Regions from separate parts of the Sus scrofa genome. Here region 1 is linked to region 2. Evidence: chromatin contacts called from public Hi-C data. All regions are on one chromosome and are shown on one strand. The core of a region is the stretch at or near the end of the contact, and the rest is flanking DNA. Distances in the headings are between cores, read along the strand shown. Region 1 has its middle 110 kb from the start of YTHDC2. Region 2 overlaps NREP (neuronal regeneration-related protein).

Region 1 (4,711 bases), core at 1,081-3,580, 260 kb after region 2:
AAACACAGTGATAGTCTGGAATCCTATCCCATGCCAGGTAGAGACGCGGTATTCTCACAGTCTTTTTACCTTCCCACCACCCCTAGTGAACTTTGAAGAATTTACTTCGGGATGATTTTTAATCCATTTAATGACTTGGTCTTCCCTGCACCTCTCAGCCAGCTTCCTTGCTCTGACCAAGACCAAAAGACTGGCACCTTTTGCCATCTCATAGCTTGCTCCCTCCTTAAGTATTGACATTGGACCCTCCTGTAGGGATGTGGAAAATTCCTCCAAGTACCAGAGCTGCTGCAGCAATTCATAACCGAGAACGATGGATGTATTAGGTGGAAGAGGAGACAAATCATAATGGAAAAAGAGACGTTTTAAAATAGGCTGCTAGACAGGCTATTTCCTGGGATCTCCTCCTAGGGGCTTCCACAGCCTGTCTCAGTCCTGAGCTCCCTACACCCTGCTGTGAAGGAGCCCCTGCACGCTATACATGGGGCTGAACTTGGTGTCATCTAACCAGCAATAAGGCCTCCAACCTCAGCTTAGCCCCCAGGAAAGGGCAGAATCCTCCTTTATGAAGATGGGATCACAGTGTGACTTATTTTCTGTCCTGGCCATATGGTTAGCAGAAGCGTGTCCCACCTTCTGGAGGACCTCCCCGCACCCTCTCACAGGAATGACTCCCCTGCAGCAAGGCAGTCCCACGAGTCTATGCTTCATTTCTCAAAGTCTGACACACAGTTGTGTCACGAAAGGGAGTAGTTCCACTGGAAAGAATTTATTTGATTCATTAATTAAAAATTAATTAAAGGGAGTTCCCATTGTGGCTCAGTGGTTACGAACCTAAGTAGTATCTCTGAGGACACAGGTTAGATCCCTGGCCTCACTTAGTGCATTAAGGATCCAGCATTGCTGTGACCTGTGGTGTAGGTCACAGATATGGCTCGCATCCTGCCTTGCTGTGGCTGTGGCATAGGCCAGCAGCTGCAGCTCCAATTTGACCCCTAGCCTGGGAACTTCCATATGTCACAGGTATGGCCTTAAAAAGCAAAAAAAAAAAAAAAAAAAATTAAGAAAAAATCATAAAATGTCTGGTGCATAAGAGACTCCATTCTTGGATTTAGTAGCGAGCCAAAGAATTGTGCCTCAGAAGATGGCTTTCCCAAAGGGTTTCTTGATAGTGGCTGAAAGTTGTGAACAAATAAGAAAAAATATCTTTCCCCATAAAGAAGAACATTTAGGGATAAGGAAAGACATCACTCAAAAGTATATGCTTTTCTCATGTTCTTCTTTCCCAGCTGTCATCTTCTAACATCCCTACTGTAATGATGACAACCATAAGACAGACTGCTAACTGTGCTTCACTGTAAACATAATAACAGCAGCAACTATGAGAGTAACAATAACACAGACACCATCTACTTAGGTCTTAGAATATGAAGGCATTGCCTTATGGCTTTACAAACATTATCTTGATTAGTCTCCACCACAACCTATTCTGAAGTAGGCAATAGCACCTCCATTTTCTGGATGGAGAAACTGGGTTTAGAATGTGAAGCAAGTTACCCATTAATCTCACGTCTCAGAAAGCATTCTTTTTTTAAAGTACTTTTTTCTTCCTAAGCTGATTCCAGGCATATCTTTTCGTCTAAGAGAACATGGTATTGATGATATTTTTCTTAACTGGATACTGGCATTCCTTTTGGCCAGGGTCATACATAATGGCAGTTTGTTTTTCCCAAGAAAACCTAGTATCTTGAATTGATTTTGGAAACATAAAATGGTTTTAAGGTCAGCTTCATTTAAGGTGGTGATTTAATTCACTTGGGCCAAGATTCCATGAGAGGCTTGTAAGGCTATGACCCCTATGCCACGGGGGTACCAAGCTGAACCAGAGGCTGCCCTGCTTCAAGGATTTTGCATTAGTATGTCACTAAAGCCTCTGCTTTAGGGACGAGTTCCCTGGACATAGCACATGCTCACTGTAAAATGTTTCAAATAGAGTACTTTGGGATGCTAAGCTTATCCTTGGTACTCTGAGGATAGATATCGAATTCAACCACTTGATCCATTTGAAATGTCATCTGGAAACAATTAAGGACCAGCAGCTCTTCCAAATGGCTCTTGAGCGACACTCTTGGCAGTTGGTGGCCAAATACTTGTGGGGAAGAGAAAAACCCATTCTTTTCTACACACAAATGAAAATACAGTAATTGCTAAAGCCTGATGACTCCTCAAATAGTCTTTTGGGGAAGGGCCAAGGTGACAGACTGTGTAGGTATTCAGGTCATTAAAAAGCACATACCTTGTGGTGGTCACGGGTCTGAGTAATCCCCAATTTACTGGCAAAACACTGAGGAAAGGGATTAGCAGGTTGGGCAATGATAAACCATGGGCAGCCAAAGGTTGAGGCTACTAAAATTTCTTGGGTTGGAAAATGATGTCAAGAAATTCAGCATTGCACAACAACATCATTTCCAAAGAGAAGAAAAATACTCATATACCATTCAGAAAAACTAACAATCAGAAGCTACTAACATTTCTTGAGTTGGAAGATGATGTCAAGAAATTTAGCATTGCACAACAGGCTCTTATTCAAAAGGGAAAAAAAAATACTCATATACCATTCAGAAAAACTAATAATCACTAGCAGATACTTATAGAAGGCAATATCTACTGGTGGGAACAATGCTATTATTTATTTGTATGTTTCTTAATGCTCAAAATCTTATGAAGGCTGGTTGGCAGTGAAGGAAAAAAAGACAGTAATGTGCTAGTGTGGCGTTATTCCAGCTCCAAGTCCAGTGGGATCATCCCAGTCAGGGCTATGTTGTAACCCTCATAGATGTTTTGACCTTTGTGGGCCTCTTCTCCATTTCAAAGCTAAAATTAATCTTTACAACTGCATTGGTATAAAGGCAAATACAATCCAGACTACATTCACTGTTATACATTCAGATGTAATGTATTCTTTTTTCTTTCTGATTCTAAAAGAAAGTAAAATGAGGGCATTTTTGCAAGCTCCTAAAAGTATGGAGGGCTCTAGGCACTATGCTAATGGTGGGTAAGCCCTGTGCCCAACTGAAAATACTCCTTACCTGACTCCTTTGCAGCTAAGGGTAACCTTATGACATTAACTCTGAGTTTCTTGGAAATTCTGGAAGAGGTGAGGCTCTCCTCTTCCTTATTCTTTCTGCCTGAAACCCATAGATACAGCAGCCATCTTGTAACCATGAGGTGCTAATGTCTTTTTTTTTTTTTTTCATTTTTAGCTTTTTAGGGCCATGCCTGCAGCATATAGAAGATCCCAGGCAAGGGGTCGAATTGGAGTTGCAGCTGCTAGCCACAGCCACAGCCACAGCCACAGCAATGCAAGATCTGAACCATGTCTGTGACCTACACCATAGCTCACGGCAACACCAGATCCTTAACCCACTGAGTAAAGCCAGGGATGGAACCCACATCCTCATGGGTACTAGTCAGGATCATAATCCCCTGAGCCACAACTGGAACTCCACAGATGTTTTCTAATTAAGGACAGGAGAGCAAAAAATAGAAGTGCTCTTGCTTCTAATGGTATTTTGAGTTGCAGCATTTGCCAAAAGTCTTGTTAGATGAAGGGGGAAAAAGGTCAATCCTACTTGTTTAAGCTAGTGGGGATTTGGTTTTTTGACATGCGTGGCTCACTTCTCTAACTCCTGTGATGCTGCAGGGCCTAGGCACTGTTCTTTGGGTTCAGGTATGAAGTCAGGACTTTACACAAATCTGTTCCAAACCCAAGGAAGCAGCCTGAGGACATGGAAACAAGTATAGAATAGCTAGTGGCAGAAGGCCTGACCGTAAGACTTACTGGTTCTCTGAGAGTAAAGACAGAGTGAAGGATTTTCGCCCTTTTCAGGGGTGACTATGAAGCCGCTGGACCCTGAGAAGTGATGCTTGTTGTAACGAACCTGCAGGAACCTTTGCTCTGTGGTGAGTCACGGGACCTTGAGAACCAGGCTTCACGTGTGTGCATTCAGCTGATGCCTCTATGTTTGCAGCTGCTGAGAGGGCTGAGCAAGGAGGATGATGGGAAAGAGACCTGCCCCCATCATTTCAGAGATACTTGACTGCTAGATAAGACCCCTCAGCGACGGGGTGAAAGATTCACGTCCTGTGCAGAAGGACAGACCTCCCCTGCAGTAGAAGGTCAGTGCACGAACTCGGGATGGGCCATGCTCCCGCTCTCTCGGAACTCCAGGAGAAGACAGGCTTTTGTCTGGATTCTGGCTGAGCTGGATTCCTTAGCAAGCTTGGTGGGAAGGTGAAAAGTCAACTGGGTGAAATAAAAGCTGATCAGAGAAATTTCTTCATAGAATTCAACAGGGCAACTGAGTCAGAAGGTTGAACATGCAAAGGGCAGTAGTCCCTAGAAGTTTTTGAAGAAAAAATCTGACAAATTATTTTAGGTAAAGGGTCTTTCAGGACACCCTGCTTTCCTGGAGACTGGTGACCCGAGTAATAGCTTTTAAAATTCATTTTTCAGAGTTCCCGTCATGGCTCAGTGGAAACGCATCTGACTGGCATGCATGAGGACACGGCTTCCATCCCTGGCCTAGCTCAGTGGATTAAAGCTCCCCTCATTGCTGTGAGCTGTGGTGTGGGCCGGTGGCTACAGCTCCAACACAACACCTAGCCTGGGAACCTCCATATGCTGTGGGTGCAGCCCTAAAACAACAAC
Region 2 (5,300 bases), core at 1,899-4,398:
TTCATCTAGTGTGGGCTCTTGCTTGTCATTTAATTCAGTTGTGTGGGCTCTGGAGAACTTACTTATTTAGAATCCAGCCCCTGCCCATTCATTGCTGCTTTCTTTTTTTAAAATCGAGCAAAAATAGATAGCATTTACTGTGGGCTGAATTGTGTCCCTTCAAAAATTCATATGTTTAAGTCCTAACTGCCACTACTTCAGAATGAGACCATATTAAAAAATAGAGCCTTGTAGAGGTAGTGACATTTAACTAAGGCTGTTAGAGTGGGCCCTGATCCAGTATGACTGGTACCCTTACAAGAAAAAGAAATTTGGACACAGTTACAGAGGCAAGGCAGCTCTAGACAGCAAATATGGCATAGATGCTTTAGTCCCCAGACTTTTCTTTTTGGCCATGCCTGTGGGATGTGAAAGTTCCTGGGCCAGGGATAGAACCTGTGCCATGGCAGTAACAGTGCCAGATCCTTAACCTGCTGAGCCACAGGAGAACTCCTCCCTCGACTTTTTTGCCTAAAACTCCTCACACATTTTTACATTTATTTGTCCAATATATTTTCATACACACATAAAAGATCATAATATATTTTTTTTCCAAACTCAACACAATATGATGCGGTGTTCACTGGAAAATATTTTACACTTAAGCACTTAAGCCATTAGTTTTGAGTTTATACCACAAATGGATGATGTGTGTGTGTGTGTGTGTGTGTACACATATATACTTACGATTAATGTTGTGGTGAACACATAGAATTGGTATGTGACTTTTGAGTGATTCTTGATTCTTCACTATGGGCAGATGGGAGATAGCAAGTGCCTGAGTGATTTTTACAATATAAAATATGTGATTTCAAAATTCAGTCTCCAAGGGAAGCATGCATACAGATTAATGAGGGGTTGTAACCCTCTGCCAGTGGTTCTGTGCTTTGGCAGGAAACAGTTTCCTTGTGTAACCGGTAACTGTAGATGGTCTATAACTATCCAAGAGATTGAGAATTATTAATGAAAATTTTCATATACCTTTGAGGCATCATTCTTATTATAAACTTACAGGATATAGTAGGCCATGATGATGGGTTCACTTTAGGTTTCTCTGAGACTATGTATTTTTTAAATGATGAATGCGATTATATGTTGTCAAACGGTATGTTTATAACTACTGATACGCCTCTTTACCAGAGAAGATACCTTGTCACATAGAACTTCTTTTGTTGAAAAAGAAAATAAGAATGGTCTGATGGAAAAGATAATTCTTCTACTTATGCTTTCGTGAAGAAACACAAGTCATTAGCCTATGACTTTTGTTGGTTTTTCAGTTTACTGGCTTCTTATGTATATTAGAAAAGATGTGGTTTAATGTTTGTGTTTGTGCCTGGCATTGAATGTATCAGTAGTTTAATGTGGGAGAAATCTACGAGAAGTTACTATAAGAGGTGAAAACATATCTAAATTTCCTCCTATCCCTTAATCTCTTATGTGGCTTAGTGTATGTGTAGGGGTGTGTGTGTGTGTGTGTGTGTGTGTGTGTGTGTGTGTAAGCAGTGTTGGTAAAGGAGGAAGGATGTCATCAGCAGGCAGAAAATTTTGAGAATTTTTGCACATTAGAAAGAATGCAATCCTAGAACCTCCAGCTTGAGAGGGACCTAATGCAGAGGAGAGGAAAGTAAAGGAATAACCCTTGGAACAATTAAACAGGAACTAAATCTGGGCAAGAAAATGGTTCAGTCCTTTCACTTCCCGCACTATGCTAGATGACAGGCACAAGTGAAATTCAATGGCAGGATAAACCTGAAAAGTATTATCAAGATAAAGCCTTTAGGGATCTGAGTAAGAAGAACAGATCATGTGGTAACTTGAGATGCATACAGGCACAGAGGGAAAAAAGGGAACAGACTGCTCTGCCAGGAGTTTCAAGCTCTGAAGTGCTCCTCTGCCAAAGTACACATCTTCCTAAGTTGGCAAGGGGTAGAACAGATGGGTACCCAGCCTGTCTGCCCGCCCATGCCCAGGGAGCCTTAAGAGATATTGTCTACTTGACCCACCCTATCCATTTATGTAAAAACTTAAAAGCAACCTTTTCAATCAAAGTTGAAGCCCAGTAGAACATTAGAACTATATCACTGTAGAAGTACCCCATGGCAGCTATTGATATATAACCACCTGAAAAACAGTAGAAGGAACAAGGTGAACTAATAGAACCCCTGGTCTAAGGTTATAAAAGAAATAATTCAAGAAATGGATGAAAACCTAATAAGAAACACTTACAAATATCTTTAGAGAAAGTCAAGGAGCTATTATCCATTAAAAGAAAAGCAAAGAAGGAGGGAGGGGGATGCAGAGGGAGGAAAAGCCTCATATGGCGATGAGTAATTAGAGAGTACAAACTAGTCCTGTAAATTAAAAATCTCATTGGTAAAGTAGAAAAAAATCAAATGCAAGAAAACAATAAATATTGCTGAAGGCTGAGTTAATGTTCTGGACAATAAAATACCCTAAAATCTGGAGAAAAAAGAGAAGGGGATAGAAAAAAATGAATTAAGAATTAGAACACAGGAACTTTAAACCATGATGTTAAACACCCATATAATAGTTCTAGGAAAAGAGACCACAGAAAATGGAAGAGATGAAGAGAAGCTAGAGGAATTTGCCTTGAGCCAAAGGTGTCAAGGCTTCAAATTAATTGAGTGCCCTTAAATACCTACATCCTAATAAAATTTCTGGGATTCAAAGTTTAAAGCTTCCAGAGATAAAAATCAATCAATCAATCAAACAGATGGCTGAGAAAGGACTAAGAGTCACATTGTAATCAAACTGCTAGTTAGCAGCACTGGATGCTAGAGAAGTAGTTTAAGGAGGCTTTTTCTGTCTATGAGCAGATGGAGAGCTCCTCTCCCCCTTTTATGCCCACTTAGAATAATTTTAGTTTAGCCCTCTGTTTCCCAAAACTTACTGATCATCCAATCACCTGGGAAGCTTTTGAAAGATTCAGATCCCTAAGGCTTCCAAGAAATGTGGGTGAGGCAGATCCAAGGAGTGATCTGTGAATTTGTACTCTAAAAAGCTTCTCATTTGGGAAATAATTGGCTTAGCCCTTAGACACTGATGACTCAACTCCATTAGCTGTTTGGTCCATGTAGGCCTCTGCTCCATGGACACGAACTCCAGTCTAGGGCTTATTCTTCCTTGTTCTAGACCACAATGCTGACTCAGTGTGCTCTGACTGAGGCCATATGTGTCTCATGTGGCCAGAACCCAGGCCAAAAGAATAATATTCATGCCCTCTGCTTTATTTTAGACTAAACATGTCCTAAATGACAAAATAACAAAAGAGGTGAAGTATTTTTGTAACAGCAACTCTATTAGAAACTGTTAGCATTCCCTTTCTGACCCACCAATCATTGTTTGAAAGCTTAAGTTTCACAAATAGGGTGAAGAACTTGGCAGAGTTTTCCAGTTAAATGTCAGCTCTTCAATTTTTGTGGATTTAATTAGGTCTAACTTAATTAAAAGATTTGTCAAGTAACACTACAGAATTATCTTATTCATAGAAAAGCCCCTAGAGTTGCCTTTTTAATTCTATCAAATTCATCATTAAAGAGAATGTCTTACACTGGCCACGTCATCAGAAGTCACATTAAGTAAAGAAGCATTCTAGAATGTGATACATGACATGAGCACTGAGAGGTAGGGTCAGCTACATGCAGGAAATCAACAATCCATACTATTGTCAGATCAAAACAGTTTTAGCAGACCTTATTCATGCTGTGGATGATTCAATCCACTACTCTACTTGCATATTTAAAGTTAGAGTGTGCAGATTCTGTGCAGAAAGCCACTAAGAGGAGGTATACCATTCCTATAATTTGATTACGGCAGTAGTAGTAGGTGGTATGAAACTAAGTAATTTTTTTTTTTTTTTTTTAACCTCAACCAGTTGTTGTGAGGATTAGGAAAGAAAATGTGAGTGGGTGAAAGTGCACTGTAAGTTCCAAACACAAATCAGGCAGGAACTCTTTCTGTTAGCATTATTTTTATTGTTATTGAAACATTGGCGGACTTTCAAAGGCTCTCTTCTTTCTCTGCTGTTTTAATTTATTTTCTTATTACTCTCTAATACCTGATGCAGATCCATCAAAAACTTTCATTGCATTTCCCTGCTGTGTGACTTTTCTCCAGTGTGCTTCTTTTTTCTCTTCCTCCAGTCTCCTTTGAAAACTCCTTTTTCTGACTCTCTTCAGTATTAAAGGAGAAAGAAAAAAGTGCAAAAGTTAAAGCATTTACATAAATCAATTGTATCAGTAACTGTTATCTGTTATGGCTGAACTGAGCCTTTCATTAGTTTATGTGGGTCCTGCCTAACTGGCAGTACTTCCCCTTGAAGGTACAGATAGCCATTCAATTTCTTTGATATACCTAATGGTTAAATATTTTTCATTTTAATTTCTAATCAGAAAAGAGGACTAAAATAAAATTTGGCTCCAAAGAAATCTCTGTGTTCAGTTAAGCATGTGTTGGAATTTCTAGAAGATTATACTCCTCTCAAGTCCAATAAGTTCAAGGAAAATTTTGATTACAGTGCCTGGTACTTGTGGTGAATGTGATTAAAAACTGATTAAAGGTCTGTCAAAAGATGCAGTTGAGATATTGGCTGTAATTTTAGGACTTAATAAAAATCATGACCTCAGTGTTTCTGAATTTCTTTTGAAAACTAAAGAATGTTTGCTTTACCTCAGGAAAGAAAAACAAATAAAAGTCTAGTTTCTATGAGAACCTCAAAGACCATCCCAGTGATCAGCTCCTGATGATTGTGTGTCCAGAGGAGAGGAGACCAAGCAATCCTACTTTAACTTTTACATATTTATTGTATTTATTTTATATACATTAAAAGGTTAGTGTGACATTATTCCTTTTCTTTAAATTGAGGACACATTGAGTGCTGTCGGTACACTATAAAGATAGAATACTAATTTTATTAGAGAAAAATGTGGCATTTATTTGGTCTTCATTTAGAGAATAGTATTTGTAAATTATTTTTTAAAAGGGCAAGAGATGTTGAGTTTTTGTGCTAAATTTCAATTTGAATCAACACATTTATTGGCTCTTCACCAATGGGTAAATTTTGCCTTGCATCCTGTATATATTTGTTGTAAGATTTCTGAATATATTTTCATAATTATTAAGTGAAAACTAATAAAAATTAGTCTGGTCACACCTTCCAGGTAATGAATGGTCACCTTGACCTCACTCTTGGCAGTTTTGTCCTTTGAGCCCTTGTATTTGAAAATCTCTGAAATTGGCAA

Evidence for each region. Hi-C and Micro-C count contacts between places; a contact is called where the count stands out from the background.
Region 1: a Hi-C map of embryonic fibroblasts shows a contact between it and region 2, with 2.6 times the contacts expected there. The contact joins two enhancer-like sites. A contact is called at or near these places in 1 of 47 Hi-C or Micro-C datasets (embryonic fibroblasts) and 1 of 2 datasets of contacts at active chromatin or transcription factors (skeletal muscle).

The regions. Positions count from the first base shown.
Region 1 is chr2:117,889,146-117,893,856 of Sscrofa11.1, forward strand. No RefSeq gene overlaps it. Among named protein-coding and RNA genes, the nearest start is that of YTHDC2, 110 kb to the right of the region's middle. Within about 2 kb of position 2,331, at least 10 of the 83 cell types and tissues checked have an H3K27ac peak or open chromatin away from gene starts, as enhancers often do. A contact at or near this core is called in embryonic fibroblasts, where this site is marked.
Region 2 is chr2:117,630,808-117,636,107 of Sscrofa11.1, forward strand. The region is part of intron 2 of NREP (neuronal regeneration-related protein); the gene reads left to right. Among named protein-coding and RNA genes, the nearest start is that of NREP, 130 kb to the left of the region's middle. Within about 2 kb of position 3,149, at least 11 of the 83 cell types and tissues checked have an H3K27ac peak or open chromatin away from gene starts, as enhancers often do. A contact at or near this core is called in embryonic fibroblasts, where this site is marked.